5 separate regions of the Mus musculus genome follow, and regions 1, 2, 4 and 5 are each linked to region 3. Evidence: chromatin contacts called from public HiChIP or PLAC-seq and promoter capture Hi-C data. All regions are on one chromosome and are shown on one strand. The core of a region is the stretch at or near the end of the contact, and the rest is flanking DNA. Distances in the headings are between cores, read along the strand shown.

The links. Promoter capture Hi-C pulls out the DNA fragments that hold promoters and counts their contacts. HiChIP or PLAC-seq counts read pairs in DNA pulled down with a chosen protein or histone mark.
Region 1: a contact with region 3 is called in a promoter capture Hi-C map of liver, with 2.7 times the contacts expected there. The contact joins the enhancer-like site here to the promoter of 5530601H04Rik in region 3. A contact is called at or near these places in 7 of 39 promoter capture datasets (the C10 cell line, embryonic stem cells, erythroid cells and 4 more) and 2 of 115 datasets of contacts at active chromatin or transcription factors (embryonic stem cells and stem cell-derived neural progenitor cells).
Region 2: a promoter capture Hi-C map of pre-B cells shows a contact between it and region 3. The contact joins the promoter of Nexmif here to the promoter of 5530601H04Rik in region 3. A contact is called at or near these places in 3 of 39 promoter capture datasets (embryonic stem cells, liver and pre-B cells) and 2 of 115 datasets of contacts at active chromatin or transcription factors (astrocytes and large pre-B cells).
Region 4: an H3K4me3 HiChIP or PLAC-seq map of embryonic stem cells shows a contact between it and region 3, with 8 times the contacts expected there. The contact joins the promoter of Fgf16 here to the promoter of 5530601H04Rik in region 3. A contact is called at or near these places in 1 of 39 promoter capture datasets (hippocampal neurons) and 1 of 115 datasets of contacts at active chromatin or transcription factors (embryonic stem cells).
Region 5: a contact with region 3 is called in a promoter capture Hi-C map of liver, with 3 times the contacts expected there. The contact joins the enhancer-like site here to the promoter of 5530601H04Rik in region 3. A contact is called at or near these places in 8 of 39 promoter capture datasets (the C10 cell line, cranial neural crest, embryonic stem cells and 3 more) and 6 of 115 datasets of contacts at active chromatin or transcription factors (astrocytes, embryonic stem cells, stem cell-derived epiblast-like cells and 1 more).

Annotation. Positions count from the first base shown.
Region 1 is chrX:105,900,518-105,903,217 of GRCm38.p6, forward strand. All of the region lies in intron 1 of Atrx (ATRX, chromatin remodeler), which reads right to left. Among named protein-coding and RNA genes, the nearest start is that of Atrx, 28 kb to the right of the region's middle. Within about 2 kb of position 1,289, at least 3 of the 459 cell types and tissues checked have an H3K27ac peak or open chromatin away from gene starts, as enhancers often do. A contact at or near this core is called in liver, where this site is marked.
Region 2 is chrX:104,199,854-104,202,667 of GRCm38.p6, forward strand. It overlaps Nexmif (neurite extension and migration factor), which reads right to left and starts at 1,331. Exons shown (of 5, transcript NM_001077354.3): 1 at 780-1,331.
Region 3 is chrX:105,068,834-105,071,533 of GRCm38.p6, forward strand. 5530601H04Rik (RIKEN cDNA 5530601H04 gene) reads right to left here and starts at 1,291. Exons shown (of 5, transcript NR_015467.1): 1 at 1,167-1,291; 2 at 778-842.
Region 4 is chrX:105,763,176-105,765,875 of GRCm38.p6, forward strand. It overlaps Fgf16 (fibroblast growth factor 16), which reads left to right and starts at 1,302. Exons shown (of 3, transcript NM_030614.2): 1 at 1,302-1,639. The coding sequence starts at 1,366.
Region 5 is chrX:105,883,198-105,885,935 of GRCm38.p6, forward strand. It overlaps Atrx (ATRX, chromatin remodeler), which reads right to left. Exons shown (of 35, transcript NM_009530.2): 6 at 1,110-1,223. Among named protein-coding and RNA genes, the nearest start is that of Gm23656, 11 kb to the left of the region's middle. Within about 2 kb of position 1,469, at least 2 of the 459 cell types and tissues checked have an H3K27ac peak or open chromatin away from gene starts, as enhancers often do. A contact at or near this core is called in liver, where this site is marked.

The DNA of each region.
Region 1 (2,700 bases), core at 39-2,538, 830 kb after region 3:
CTCACTTTGTAGACCAGGCTGGCCTCGAACTCAGAAATCCACCTGCCTCTGCCTCCCAAGACAGCAAACTTTAAAACCACAAAGTAGTTTCAAAAGAAAAACGGGGATCATCAAAGGCACAAAGATATTCATGTGTAAATTGTATCCACCTTTTGCTAGGCATAGCGATACTGGTATACTCCTTTGATCCTAACACTTAGAAAACAGAGGCAGGAGAGGTGGCTCAGTAGTTAAGAGCACTAACTGCTCTTCCAGAGGTCCCAAGTTCGATTCCCAGCAACCACATGGTGGCTCACAACCATCTGTAATGAGATCTGATGCCCTCTTCTGGTGTGTCTAAAGACAGCTACAGTATAAATAAATTGAAAGAAAAAAACAAACAAAATTCATTCACCTTTATTTCATAATGTCTAGCTGACCCTTGCATGTATCTCATTATCATTAATAACTTTAGTAACTCTTTTCTTATACATGAGCCGTATCTGCAAAGGCCTCTGAAACTAAAATACTGGTAAGATCACCTTTGCAAGAAAGCGTAAACATGCCAACATGCAAAATATGAAACATTTTTGTTCCTTTACACTAAGAAAATTATTAATTTAGCAACTGTGTTTATCTAATGTCTAATTGTCTTATTGAGTTTATTCTACCTTCTGCTTGGCACCGAATAGTTAGTTATATAATAGACTGATACTAAGATGAATACATTTATAGACTAGGATTTGAAAAAATGCACACTTTTAAGAAATCAATAATAAAATCGCCGGGTGTGGTGGCACACGCCTTTAATCCCAGCAGAGGCAGGCGGATTTCTGAGTTCGAGGCCAGCCTGGTCTACAAAGTGAGTTCCAGGACAGCCAGGACTATACTGAGAAACCCTGTCTTGAAAAACCAAAAATAAAAATAATAATAAAATCATCATTTATAGAATACACCATTAATCCCAGCACTGGGGAGGCAGAGATCGTCAGGCTGCTGTGAATTTGAGGCCAGAGCATGCAGAGTGAGTTCCAGAACAGCCAGAAAAATAGTGAGACTCTCTTTCAAAAACAAACAACATCAAATATAGATATAGATAGACAGACAGAAAGAAAGAAAGATAGACAGGTGATAGAAAATTATAAAAATAAACTGAATAGGATTAAAAAGAGTTCAAAAGCTTGAAAGCAGAAATTAAACATTTAATCCTTTTTTAATGATGGTTTTTCAATGCTGGAGAGATCACCCTGCAATGAAAAGCACTTGAGTAATCATGAGGACAGAGTCCATATCCCAGCACGCATGTTAACAAGCAGTCCATGCAACTGTACTCATAAGGGAGCCAGAAACAAAAAGACTGATTGGATCTGTTGACATCTAGACTAGAAAACACAAGCTCCTGGATCAGAGAAACCCTGCCTGCTTCAAAGCAAAGCATAATAGAAAAGGAGACTAATATAATCTCTTCTGGCTTCTGTGTGCACACAAGCATGAGCACATGAACACACAGACACAAAGTATACATACATGCGCAGTATATAAAAACAAATCTAGTCTTTTAAATGACGATTTTATAATCATAAAAGCAAGACAAAATAAATCCTGACTTCATTAAATTTAAAGGATATCAAAGGATACCATAAAAAAATACAAAGTGTTGGATGATAGTGGTTCACACCTTTAACCCCAGTGCTCGGGAGACAGAGGAAAGTGGAACTGTATGAATTAGAGGCTAGCCTGATCTACAGAGTGAGTTTCTGGACAGCCAGGGCTACAGGGAGAAACCCTGTCTGAAAAAAAAAGGAAGAATACGATCAGAAATTAATGAAATGAAAGGGCTGAAGAAACAACTCACTGATTTTTCAGATCAAAGTTCAACTGCCAACACCCACAGACAACACAACTGCCTGGAAAAATCTCACACTCGTATACACAAGACAAACAAACATACACACACACACACACACACACATATTAAAATTAAGGGGGCTGCAAACAACTGAGCAGGGGCTATCCCAAAAGCTGTTGCCTATTCATGGGATATGTTCTTCTAGCTGGGCTGCCTTGTCTGGCCTCAGTGGAAGAGGAAGCACCTTGCCCTGGATCCACTTGATGTGTCGGGGTGAGGGGATATTCAGGGGGACCCCTACCCTCTCAGAGAAAAGGGAGAGGCAGCAAGGATTGTGGGAGGGAGTGACTGGGAGGAGGGAGCAGTGAGCGGGATCTAAAGTGAATCAGAAAAAAAAAGGTAGTGTGCCTCTGTGGTTGCTGCCTTTCTCTGAATTCCTGTTCTGACTTCCTTCAATGGTGAACTGTTATGGGGATATATAAGCCAAATAAACAGGGGTGGGAGGTGCTAAAAGAACAATGCAGTCCCTTAACAACACTGGCTGCTCTTATAGAGCACTTAAATTCCCAGCAGTCACATGGTGAATCGTACCCACTTACTCCAGTTTGAGAAAATCCCATGCCTTCTCCTGGCTTCTGCGGGTACCATGCAAGCATGTCACACACACAGACGGATGGAAGGACAGACAGACACATAAACAAAAGAAAGGGAGGAGGGGAGGGGAGGGGAGGGAAAGGAAGAGAGAGGAGAGGGAAAAGGAGACAGACATTAAGAAAATGGAGACTGAAAGACCAATACAAAGAATCCATAAAACAATGAGTTGGGGGGGGCAGGGAATGTACTCAGTTTGTAGAGAACTTGACTAGCAAGCA
Region 2 (2,814 bases), core at 81-2,580, 870 kb before region 3:
CCCTAACTTCTCGTCGGTCGCCAGCGGCGGCTGCTTGGAGCGGGTGCTGCGAGCCGCCCGTGCCACCGCGGGGTGGCCAGAGGCGCCTGGGGCGCGCGGGAGCCTCGGGCGGGGGAGGCGTCCGTACGGCGGCCAGCGGCGCCTTCGCACCTCTGCAGCTTCGGCCGGGACGCCAGCCGGCGCCCGCCGCGTGCCTACGTTTTCCCGCTCCCTCGGACGCGTGCCTCGGGCCGTGCCACTTTCCCCAGACGCCCGAGGTTCCCCCGGGGTCACCGAACCGATGGGAGGTGGCAGGCGGCTAGCGGCCGCTGCCCTGCGGCAGGCAGGCGTGTGTGAGCGGCGGCGGCAGTGGCGGCGGCTCCGGCCCGCTCCCTTCCCCTCCCCCTCCCCCGGCGGCGGCACACAGGCCTTTCCTAGATTGCAGCGCACGCTCGGCGGCGGCGGCGGCGGCAGCGGCGGCGGCAGCGGCGGGCGAGCCAGGCTCCCTCGCCCCGGCGGCCTCGCTGCCTCCCGCACACAGACAGCACCCGCACGCCATTCGCACACTCTCCCACTCACACACACTCACACGCACGCGCGCGCACACACACACACACACACACACACACACGCTCTCCCCGCCGGCATCCCTTGCTCGGCTCCTCGCTCGGCTAGCCCTCGGTTCCTCGCAGCCGCCACCCCCACCCCCAGCTGCCGCCCGCCGGCTCCAGCCGGCCCGGGGAGCCAGGGAGAAGGCCCGGGGGGGATGGGGGAGGCTGCATGGCAGCGCTCAGACTCACCTCGCAGGCCGCCTCCCGAGGCGCACGTCGCTGGTGGGTCCTTGCTGCCGGCGTCCCGAGCTGGGACGGTCGCAGTCAAGGCTGGGCTGCCGCCGCCGTCGCCGTCGCCGGAGCTGCTAGAGCTGCCGCCGCTGCTCCCGCTCACTGCCGTCTCCTCTGCCTCTGCTCCATGCGCGGGGCCCGCCAGGTGGACGCGCCTCGCTCCGCTCGCTCACTCTGGCTCCGCCGCAGCCGCCGCACTAGATGGAGGCAGAGCTGTCGGGCTCGGGCGCCGAAACTCAGAGGCTCCACAGCCGCCCGCCGGCTCCCAGGACAGCGCTCCTCTCACCGCGCCGCTCGCCCGCGCCAGCACTGCCCGGCTCGCCGGCTGCGCGCGGCGGTGCCCGGAGCCCGCTCTGCACGCGGTGGCTGCGGCTGTCCGCGAGACGGAGACGCGGAGGGCGGTTGCGACTGCCGCTAGCGCTGGGAACACTACTGCTAAACGCTGCCACTGCCGCTACTGCCACTGCTGTGGTGGTGGCGGCGGCGGTGGCTGCTGCTGCTGATGCTACTGGTTTTCCTTCCCGGGTTCTCCCCCCCTGCCTCGGCCCCCTCCTCCCCCCTTTCTCCTCCTCCTCCTCTTCCTCCTCCTCCTCCCCCTTCTCCTCCCTGGGCTGCTTGGCTCAGAGCCTCTGCGGGCTCTGCCTGCTCTCTTCTGCTTCCAGAGCTGCCTCTGCCCATTCAGAAAGGTGCCCAGAGTGGGGCTGCCTCGGCTGCCACCATCGCTATTGCCCCTGCCATTGTTTCCTCCAACACAGCAGTTCTTGTTGGACGCGTTCCCCTCCCTATCCTCCTTCCCCACCACAGCCCTCCCTATCTTGCTCTCTCTTTCCTTACCCTCTCTGCGGTCCCTTCCTCGTGTGTGCCCCCTCCCACCCTGTCTGTCTGTCTGTCCCTCCCGGCGGTCCCCTCAGACGTCCGGGAGCGCGCACTGCGCGGCCACCTGTCATAAAGGGCGCGCACCCCCCTTCCCCACCCCCACCCCGCCCCCCACTCACATTCTCGCAGCCCGCCCAGTCCACGGCGCTGCTGGCTTGTTCTTCCCCTAGCAGACACGCAGCCGGACACCACTCTCCCACGCCTTTGAAGGCAGTTATGTGTTCAGAGAGGGGCGCTCTGAAGTTTCAGGAAGAATATCTGAATGGCTCCATGTATTAAGCCTCTATCCATCCAACCTACCCTTAACTTCAGGCCCCAAGCCCCGGGAAGGTGGATTGTGCTGGAAGGGTTGTAACAAGGCAGAGAATTGGAAAGGGATGAGTTTTTTTAGGAAGTGAAGGAGAGAAAAAGGGATTCTGAATATGGCCGGGAAGGAAATGGGATCTGACTGCTGTCACAGGAAAATTCCTTAGGTGGTCATTTCCCTTTTGACGCCCTGGGAATCAACAGTACAGGAATGGAAAGCGACCCACCGGGGAACACGTAGTATTCAATGAAGCCCAGGGTGTAGGGTTGGGGCCTGAGAGCCACGGTCAGTGCCACTAGAAACCAGGGAGAACGATTAAGTGTTGACGCTAGAGCGGAGAGAATAAAGCTAGCTACTTTGTGTGCACTTGCTCCAGCAAGTCCTTGCCACAACCCAGCTTCCCAGTCATGGAGAGCTCAATTTCAGATTTCTCTGTTTCCACCCTACAGCCTCATTTTCTAAGGTCAGACTTCGAGATCTGCAGTGTGTAAGTCCTCTAACCCTTCCCAGGGCCTCTAGCCTGTCACCTAACCCCTCCCCAGAAACAGCACAGACATGGATAATGTGTATGGGTCAGGAGGGTAGGGGGAGAGATTTTTCAAGGCAAAGTAAAAGATACAGGGGTCGGGTTTAAGTTAAAGGAACGCAGTCCTGACTCTTTCATCCTCTTGCCATGGAGTGTCTGTGTGGGGTGGGGGCAGGTTTTTAAAACTTACACTCACCTAGGGGACACACTTCTGGGTGTGTTTTCAGGGAGGTTTAGCTAAAGGCCACCTACCATTTCACCTTCTTGGAATACTCCTTGTCAGT
Region 3 (2,700 bases), core at 41-2,540:
AGGTGATACAGAATAGGAAGGGACCAACAAGACAAGCATGAACTGTACCTGGGATAACTGGAAGGGTTCTAATTTTGCCCACAAACAATATGTCTGGGTTTATTTGATTCAATTTACCATGCTGTTGTCACTATTTCACAATGCTGAATCATCACAAGATTCTTTATAAAACACCTTCACAGTTACAGTGCAGCAAGGCCCCATCCCAAACTCTTAACCAGAATTAGAACTCTACTAGTATTCACGGATAGCACTGGAGCTCCGCTTGTACCACACTTACGTCATAGCAAAGGGAAGCCCACAGATGTCCAATCTGAAAGGATGAGATCCCAGGACCCAGAGAGAATGAAGACACGGTGGGAAAGCAGAAGAGAAAATGGAAGGGAATCAGGCATCCCCACCCTCAGGACGCTGGGACTAAGTCAGAGGAAGCCTTTAACTGGAATGCTCAAAGCCCTAACATGCACACACTGTTGTCCAAGATCTAGAGCTGGCACTTCTGGATCCACTGAACCCCTCTAGTCCAACTTTCTAGAACTACTAGAAATGATGCAGTAATCATCTGTACCTGAAGTCTTTTCAAAGTCATTAATTGCCACCATTCCTGATGTCCTCAATCATCATTTCTAAAGGAAGTAAGGTCTGACCACTTAGTTAAAATAAGGGTACTCCCTGCTGTATAGCTTGGCCTGTTTTACTTTCTATTACTCATGTTTATCTGAAATTAAGTCAACCATTTATTTATAGTCTGGCTCCAGATACTAGAATAAACAGTACCTGAGAAGCAAGTGGATGTGTCTCAGGTATCCAGGGTCTGGCAATTCATGGGCTCAGATGTTTTCCTGAATGAAAGGATGGATGGATGTCTAGACAGGTGTGTGGATTTATGCCCTTAGAATTCCAGTGCTAGATGCCCGCCCCCTCCCGTCCCCCGCAACCGCCCCCGAGCCAACCCCAGCCCTGACGAAACAAACTTCCCGCCAAACATCTTTCTGGCCCAGAAAACACAGCAGACTGGGTAATTCAGTACAGCCCAGTGCACATGTGCAAATAGGACAGGGACTGTTCCTTTTTGTGCTAAGGTCGGGAGACTAAGGTCTCCCCCGCTCCCCCCTCATCCCCCAGCCCCAGCCCCGGGTTTCATTTCCATCGATAAAGGCAGCCACCTCACACCGGTGCTGGAACAAAATTCTCAGGCCGTACTCTACCGCGGGTGAAGTTCCGTACAAACCGATAAACAAGAACAGGCTTCCCATCATCCCTGGCATCCTGAACACCGGAACCGCGACTTTAAAACAGCCGGAACTTCCTGCTGCTGCCATGGTTTCCAGACTCTAATTTGAAGAAACTAGGTGTCAATCAATTGCGAATTCACTTCCGGGGCAATCTCCGGAGCTAAACGGTGGGGCATCCTGGTCAGTCGGCTTTAGCCTTCCTTTTACATTTTGTCTCTTTGTACCTTCACTGGTCTCTTCCAGAACAAACAGCCAAAGTCGTGCATAAAGAAAACACACTCCCGGACTTTGTTTTTTACTTTATAAAAATAGCCGCTTGATGGCAGCATGATTTCACTGATGCGCTCAGACCCGCTCTTCCCCCGCCCTTTGTGTTTAGAAAAAACAACACCTCAGTCAAAAAACTACTTCCTTACAGAAATTTGGATCTTCTCTGGCATTTTATAGCCCCAGGTTTTCCTGATTCTAAGCCAATCTAATGACTGGAAAAAAATATTTTTAATGTGTTTCTTTGATTACTATTTCTTTATTTTGATACTGGCTTACTGTATACTTTCTCGGATATGCATTTGTTTTTTTGTTTTTTTGTTTTTTTTTTTTGTTTTTTTTTTGGTTAGGACAGCAATATCTCCCATAGAGTACAATTTTTATTTTTATTTTTTTTTAAAAATACAGCAGCTTATAATGGTAAATAAAAGCATGGAAGTTTAGTTTGTGCTTCTATTAATAATATGAGACTGCATACTTTCTAACCATTATAAATTAACTTTTCACATTTTAGAGGTTGGTAATTATAAAACAAAGGAACGAAATGGTTATGACCTCAGTGCTTTGAGCCTTGTTGCTTGCTATTCCAGAGGAACTGTTTCATTACAAGATGGAAGAGATGTCAAGGAATTCACTCCCATGCCATGCCTTTTAATAAAAATCGCCTAATCTTGTTTACAAGGGTTCTCCATCAAAACTTCTAAAGCCCATGCCTCCAAGCCTTACTGATTAAGTTCTGTGACCAAAATATTAATACTGTTGTAGCTAACTGCCATAAATTGAACATAAAACTATGTTAGCTGGTGCTCCACACTGCATGAACTTGTATAGAATAACTACAAGTTGGATAGTTTTGTTCCCATTTTACAAGTGAGTATGTGTGTGTGCATATATAAAATTATATATAACATACATAATTTTATATGTACAAGACTATTTTAAAATAGCATAATTAGGAATCAACTTAATTTATCACGTGTTGGAATTAAAAGTATTTGATGTTCTCTAGTTTTTCCTTCCTGAAAAGCAAATCTGTTCACTGGGTGCAAAAACACAGTAGCTGGAGTTCTTGTTTGGCCTCTTGGAATTAATTTTCTTACTTCATGGTAGATTATTAAAAGGCATCTGAAGAGAGACAGAAGGTGGAAAGAAAGAGAGGTTTGGTTTGACCTTAGGCAGGACCATGTTTAGTCACAGG
Region 4 (2,700 bases), core at 52-2,551, 690 kb after region 3:
AGAGATGCAGGGGCTTGCGGCAGGCAGGCACCTGCTCGCCAGGTCCTCTCCACCCAGCCTCTCTTTCTGGCAGCCGCCAGTTCCCACCCCTGACGGCCGCTCTTCCTGATAGAGTTTCTTGGAACAGGGCACAGGACAGAGCGAGGAAACACCTGTTTCCAACAAGAAAAGAGGTGTATAGGGGGAGAGCCCCCACCAGGCTTCCAATGGCCTCTCACAGAGCTTGCTCTCCTGAGCCTTGTAAAAGCGCGCCCAGAAATCCATGGAGATCATTTTTCAAAAAGATCGCTTTCTATGTCTTAGCCTCCACCCCTCTATGTCTAAGCCACAACGTCCTTTTTAAAAAGTCTTCTTTCCCTCTGGGATTTCCCGCTCCTCCCAGACCCTTTAAGCGCCCCCACCCTTTGGTGCCTGCAGGGACCTCCACCACCTCTCAAGACCTTACAGCTGCAACTGCGTTTGGCTTCCAGAACGTTTTCGCTTCCTCAGACCCCTGTGGACCTACAGGTGGGGAGTGGGACTAAAGGGCAGCAGAACAAAGGAGCTGGAGCGCCCCTGTCCCGGGCCAGATACCCCTTCCGCAGCCTCTTTTGGGCCAGAGAAGAGGAGCTCAACAGCGCGAGGACTCCCTCCCCCCAGCCCCGGTCTCCGGCACTTCCCAGAGGGGAGCAGCGGGAGGATGCGTGGGAGGCGGGGGTGGCCCTTGCAGCAGACCGACAGACAGACCCCGGAGGAACTAGCCTGCGTGGCCGTGGTCGCCAATGGCCTCCACGTACTGGGCTCCGTTATTTCATCAGCAGTTTAAGAAAACCTGCCAAAAGCAGTTATGCCTCACTGCAATGTGTAGCTTTTTCCTGCCATTTTTTTCATAATAAAAGAGGGAGTGAAGCTCGCTCGCTCGCTCCCCGCCTCCACCCCCCTCTCCCAAAAAGAGCCAAATGGATACGAGAAGGGGGGAAAAAAGGAAAGAACCCACACACCAATCTCTGAGGGGATGCCAGTGAGGTGTGGCTTGTATTTAAATATCCAATATGTCAATGGAAGGGGAGTGGGTACGTATATAAAGTGCCATTTGCATCTGATAGCTCCAGGAAGCCAGCTATGAGAGGCCAGGAGAGATGGATGCGGAGGGGAAGCCGAACTTTAACTGAGAGCAAGGTCAGGAGCGCGCTGCCCCACGCTCCCCGCCGCTGAGAAGTTCTTTGGACGCGAACAGACGTGTGCTGCAGCTGGGCAGAGCGCGGAGCCGAGCAGCGAGCGAGCGAGCAAGCGAGCGCCGCCGACCCGCCCGCCCGCGCCCGCCGCCAAGACAGGCAGTTCGCGCCCCGGGGCCCCGGCTCGGCCCGCGCCGCCGCCGGCCCCGCCATGGCGGAGGTCGGGGGCGTCTTTGCCTCCTTGGACTGGGACCTGCACGGCTTCTCCTCCTCTCTGGGGAACGTGCCCTTAGCTGACTCCCCGGGTTTCCTGAACGAGCGCCTGGGCCAGATCGAGGGGAAGCTGCAGCGCGGCTCGCCCACAGACTTCGCCCACCTGAAGGGGATCCTGCGGCGCCGCCAGCTCTACTGCCGCACCGGCTTCCACCTTGAGATCTTCCCCAACGGCACGGTGCACGGCACCCGCCACGACCACAGCCGCTTCGGTGAGGACCCGGCCGTGGAGGGGTGGTGGGGGAGAGGGAGCGGACGGACCGCGGACTAGGGAGCCGTCGACGCGGGGCTGTCCCGCAGGGGTCCCCCCGAACCTTCTAGCACCGGACGCCGTCCGGACCCGTCGGGGTGGGATGCGGTGGCAGGGCCCTAAGCCTGGCGGGGACTCGGTGGCCCCCCGCGCCCCGCGACGCTCCCCGGAGGGGGCGGAGGCGCCTCGCGGTGCGGCCTCTTCCAGCCGCTCCACCCTCCCTCCTCCCGGAGCAAGGGGTTCCCCGTGAGAGCCCATCGTCGGGTCTCCGAGGGAAGCAGGTGGAGTCTGGAGAGGAGCCGAAGTCCTCGACTAGGAGGCAGGGGACCGCGGCCAGAGGAGTCTTAAGGGTGGCAGACCCGTCGCGACTGATCGCCCAGAGCAGGAGCCTCCACGGGCCAGCGGCCCTTACCCAAATCACTTTTATCTGACGGGGATCCGGCCGTCATGGCACTGGTCATCCTCAGGGGTGGCTCTGCCCAGGGTAGAAGCCAATCCAGGCAGCACAGCATGAGCCTGGGAGCCTGGGAGCTGAGAATCTAGAAAAACCTTGGGGTGCCCACTGCCTATGAACAAGTCTTGGGTATCTTTTGCCCAGAACTTACTCCTCGCCCACGTGAGGGAACTGCCCCGAACCCACTGCCAGCCCCAGAAACAGGAAATGTCTAATCTCCAGGCAAGATTGCCTCTGCCAGCCTGCGACTGTACAGATTGTTCAGAGCACCCAGCTGCCTGCATCGCCATACAGAACTAATTACACGATTAATATAAACCTTGATCTGGGACGGCAATCTTTAGGCTTCTAAGCAACTGTGTTCCCTCTTCTGTAATTTGCCGGGTTTTTTATTTTCAATTTCCTATTCATTATTAAGCCATCAAACAGGTGTGGTGACAGCTAGCCTTTCTCCTCCGCCGCAGTGTCCTCGGCTTCCTCCCTAGGTCCTTGTAATGCAAGAAGCGCACTTTCTGCCCCCAAGCCAGTCCGAAGCTCTGCTACCCTCAAGCAGGACACGGTTCATTTTT
Region 5 (2,738 bases), core at 219-2,718, 810 kb after region 3:
AGAAAAACAGTACCTTAGCTTTGTTGTTGAAATGGCAGCTTCCCTACTACAAATTTGAGGAATCTGATTATAATCTTTATGTTCAAAAGGGGTAGAACACCCTCTTGTGGGCAAAAGACTAAACAACAATCCCTTGATTCACCTGCAACCTAAAATTTAATAAATTGATATTATCTTAAGTATAGAAAATATTTTGCTAGTTCTATTGAAATAATCATATAATAAAATACAAATCTAAAATCTTTTTTAAAATCTCAACATAATTTCATAATTATGTACTATAAAAATATTAAAGAGACACATCTATAACACTTTTACTTGGAGATTTGCCATGTTCTAATTTTGAAAGAGTCATTCCTCTTATAGTTACAGATTCTGACTCTATTATTCTGCCCAAAAACTATATATAGGCACTATTTAAAAACCATACACAAAAAGTGGGGCAGAAACTCAACTATAATAGATTTCTAAGTAAATTCTCCCCACGCTCTTCCTATGGATGGCTAGACACTCTGGCCGTGTATGAGGGAAAACCAAGAGTGGAAGGACAGAACAACGAAAGGACTTCATCACTCCAGCTCCCATCTCCTCTACTTAGTGTTGCAATGAGTTCTATGGCATCCATGAAGACCAAACTGGGGACCATTCTTGAGCTCATCCAGAAATTCGAACTTGTCAGGAATGAAGGTGTTGCTATCTTAAATAAGTACTGCAACTACCACCTAATCTGATGCTCTATCACTGTCCATAGCATTATTCAGAGTATGGATGAAGTTACCTGAAGGAGGCTACAGGCAAAGTTTTACAAATTGGAAATGGCTTCCACTGGAGGGCACACTCATGCTTTTCTGGCATATACGTACTCTCGAACCAGTATGTGGGGAAGTGCTAAGCAACAATTAGTAGCCACTGAAGGCAAAGGTGTTTTGAGAAACGGACTTTAACCTTTTCTGCTTCAGAGCGCAAAGAGAAACAGAAATTATTTTTAAGTAGTGCTTTTACTAAACAATGGGCGGAAAAATGGAGGTATTTTTAGTAAGCATATGAGATTTTCCAAAATGGTCATAGACAGCAATTTAAACTCATGTTTCATTTCCACTTGTATTTACCTCCGCGTTTTTTGAGATTGTCAGCTTTCATTTTACTTCTGCTTCTAAATTCAGGCCCTTTAAAATCATCTTTGTCTTCATTCAGCACTGGCTCTGGTTGTACAATCACTGTACCTAGAATGATTTCATTTAAAAAACCAATTACACATATGAAATGTGCAAGTGAAGTGCAAGACTTCAGATCAAGCCAACATTGCTGGTACATAGTTTGTATAAGGACCACGGGCTAGTAGTAAACGGGCCAAGTGTCAGCAAATTACTTATTCAAGTTTAGTTCATAAAAACAGGAGGGAGGTATCATGAACTAAAAGAAATGTGTCAGTCAAATAGAAAGCCTCAGCCCAGCTCCCCGTGTTTACAGTGCCTATGACAAAAGCTCTTAGGAAATGACCTTTCATGCCAGGTTCCCTAAACAGTCTAAAGTAACTGGCAGAAAGCGAAAGACAGCCTATTTTTCTCACAGTCCAAATTGGAAAAAGAACTTTAAAGATTTTTAAGAGTTCTTCAACCTTGCTTCGGAGGGAGGGGGCTTGTGGAGGGTAGGAAACAGTAAAGTTCACTCTATTGCTGCTATACCTAGTCTACACAATTTCCCCCGGAGTACAGCGAAGCTTCACCAGCATTCATAGTCCTTGAAGAGTTTTAAACAGAAGGTCACTTTAAGACACTTAAAACTGAAGTAGTCAACCAATTAACCGTAGAATGAGACCATTTTTGTTGATGTCTATTAAAATGTTTTAGAAAGACTATCCTAACTAAAACCTCCAGGCTGAGGAGAAAATAAATACAACAAACATCATAAAAAAGCTCCAAGCCGGGGCTAGAGAGATGGCTCAGTGGTCAAGAGCACTGGCTGCTCTTCCAGAGGTCCTGAGTTCAATTCCCAGCAACCACATGGTGGCTCACAACCAACTGTAATGAGATATGACGCCCTCTTCTGGTGTGGCGAAAGACAGCTACAGTGTACTCATATACATAAATGAATAAATCTTTAAAAAAGGAAAAGATCCAAGCCTCAACATTTATGTGCATTACTGGGCTTAGTACTAAACTGGCCATTATAAGAACAATTTAACTCAATGCAGGGAGTTGTCACAGTTCCATATGAAACACAGGGATGTGTAAAAGCACCAAGTAGATTTTAGCAAATTATTGCCATCTAGTTGGTGTTAATAATTAAACGGAGAAGTATAAAAAAGGCCAGGAGGGCACAGAGGACTGATTACAGTCCACTACAGTAAACTTAAAGACTCACATCCCAAAACTGGTAGTTGTAAATGACGGTCACTTCATGTATGTACTTTCAGAGAAGCCCCAGGGTTTGCAAAGAGCTCTCAAGATTTAAGAACTAGTGTTCCTTCCTGAAGAGTGTTCTAAACAAAAGCAAAGCTGTGGTAGCAAGAGGATCCACTAGCACTGGCTTAAGACAGGTCTGAGCTAAAATCTGTGCTTCACAGAAATAAAAAAATCCCTTGAAGCTCTGAATTTGATCCTAAACTTCTAACAGTCTAGAAGCAATAACTACTATATTACATTGTTTACAACAGTGGTTCTCAACCTGAGATTCAGCACCCCCTTGGGCGTCAAACAACACGTTCACAGGGGTTGCCTAAGACTATTGGAAAATAC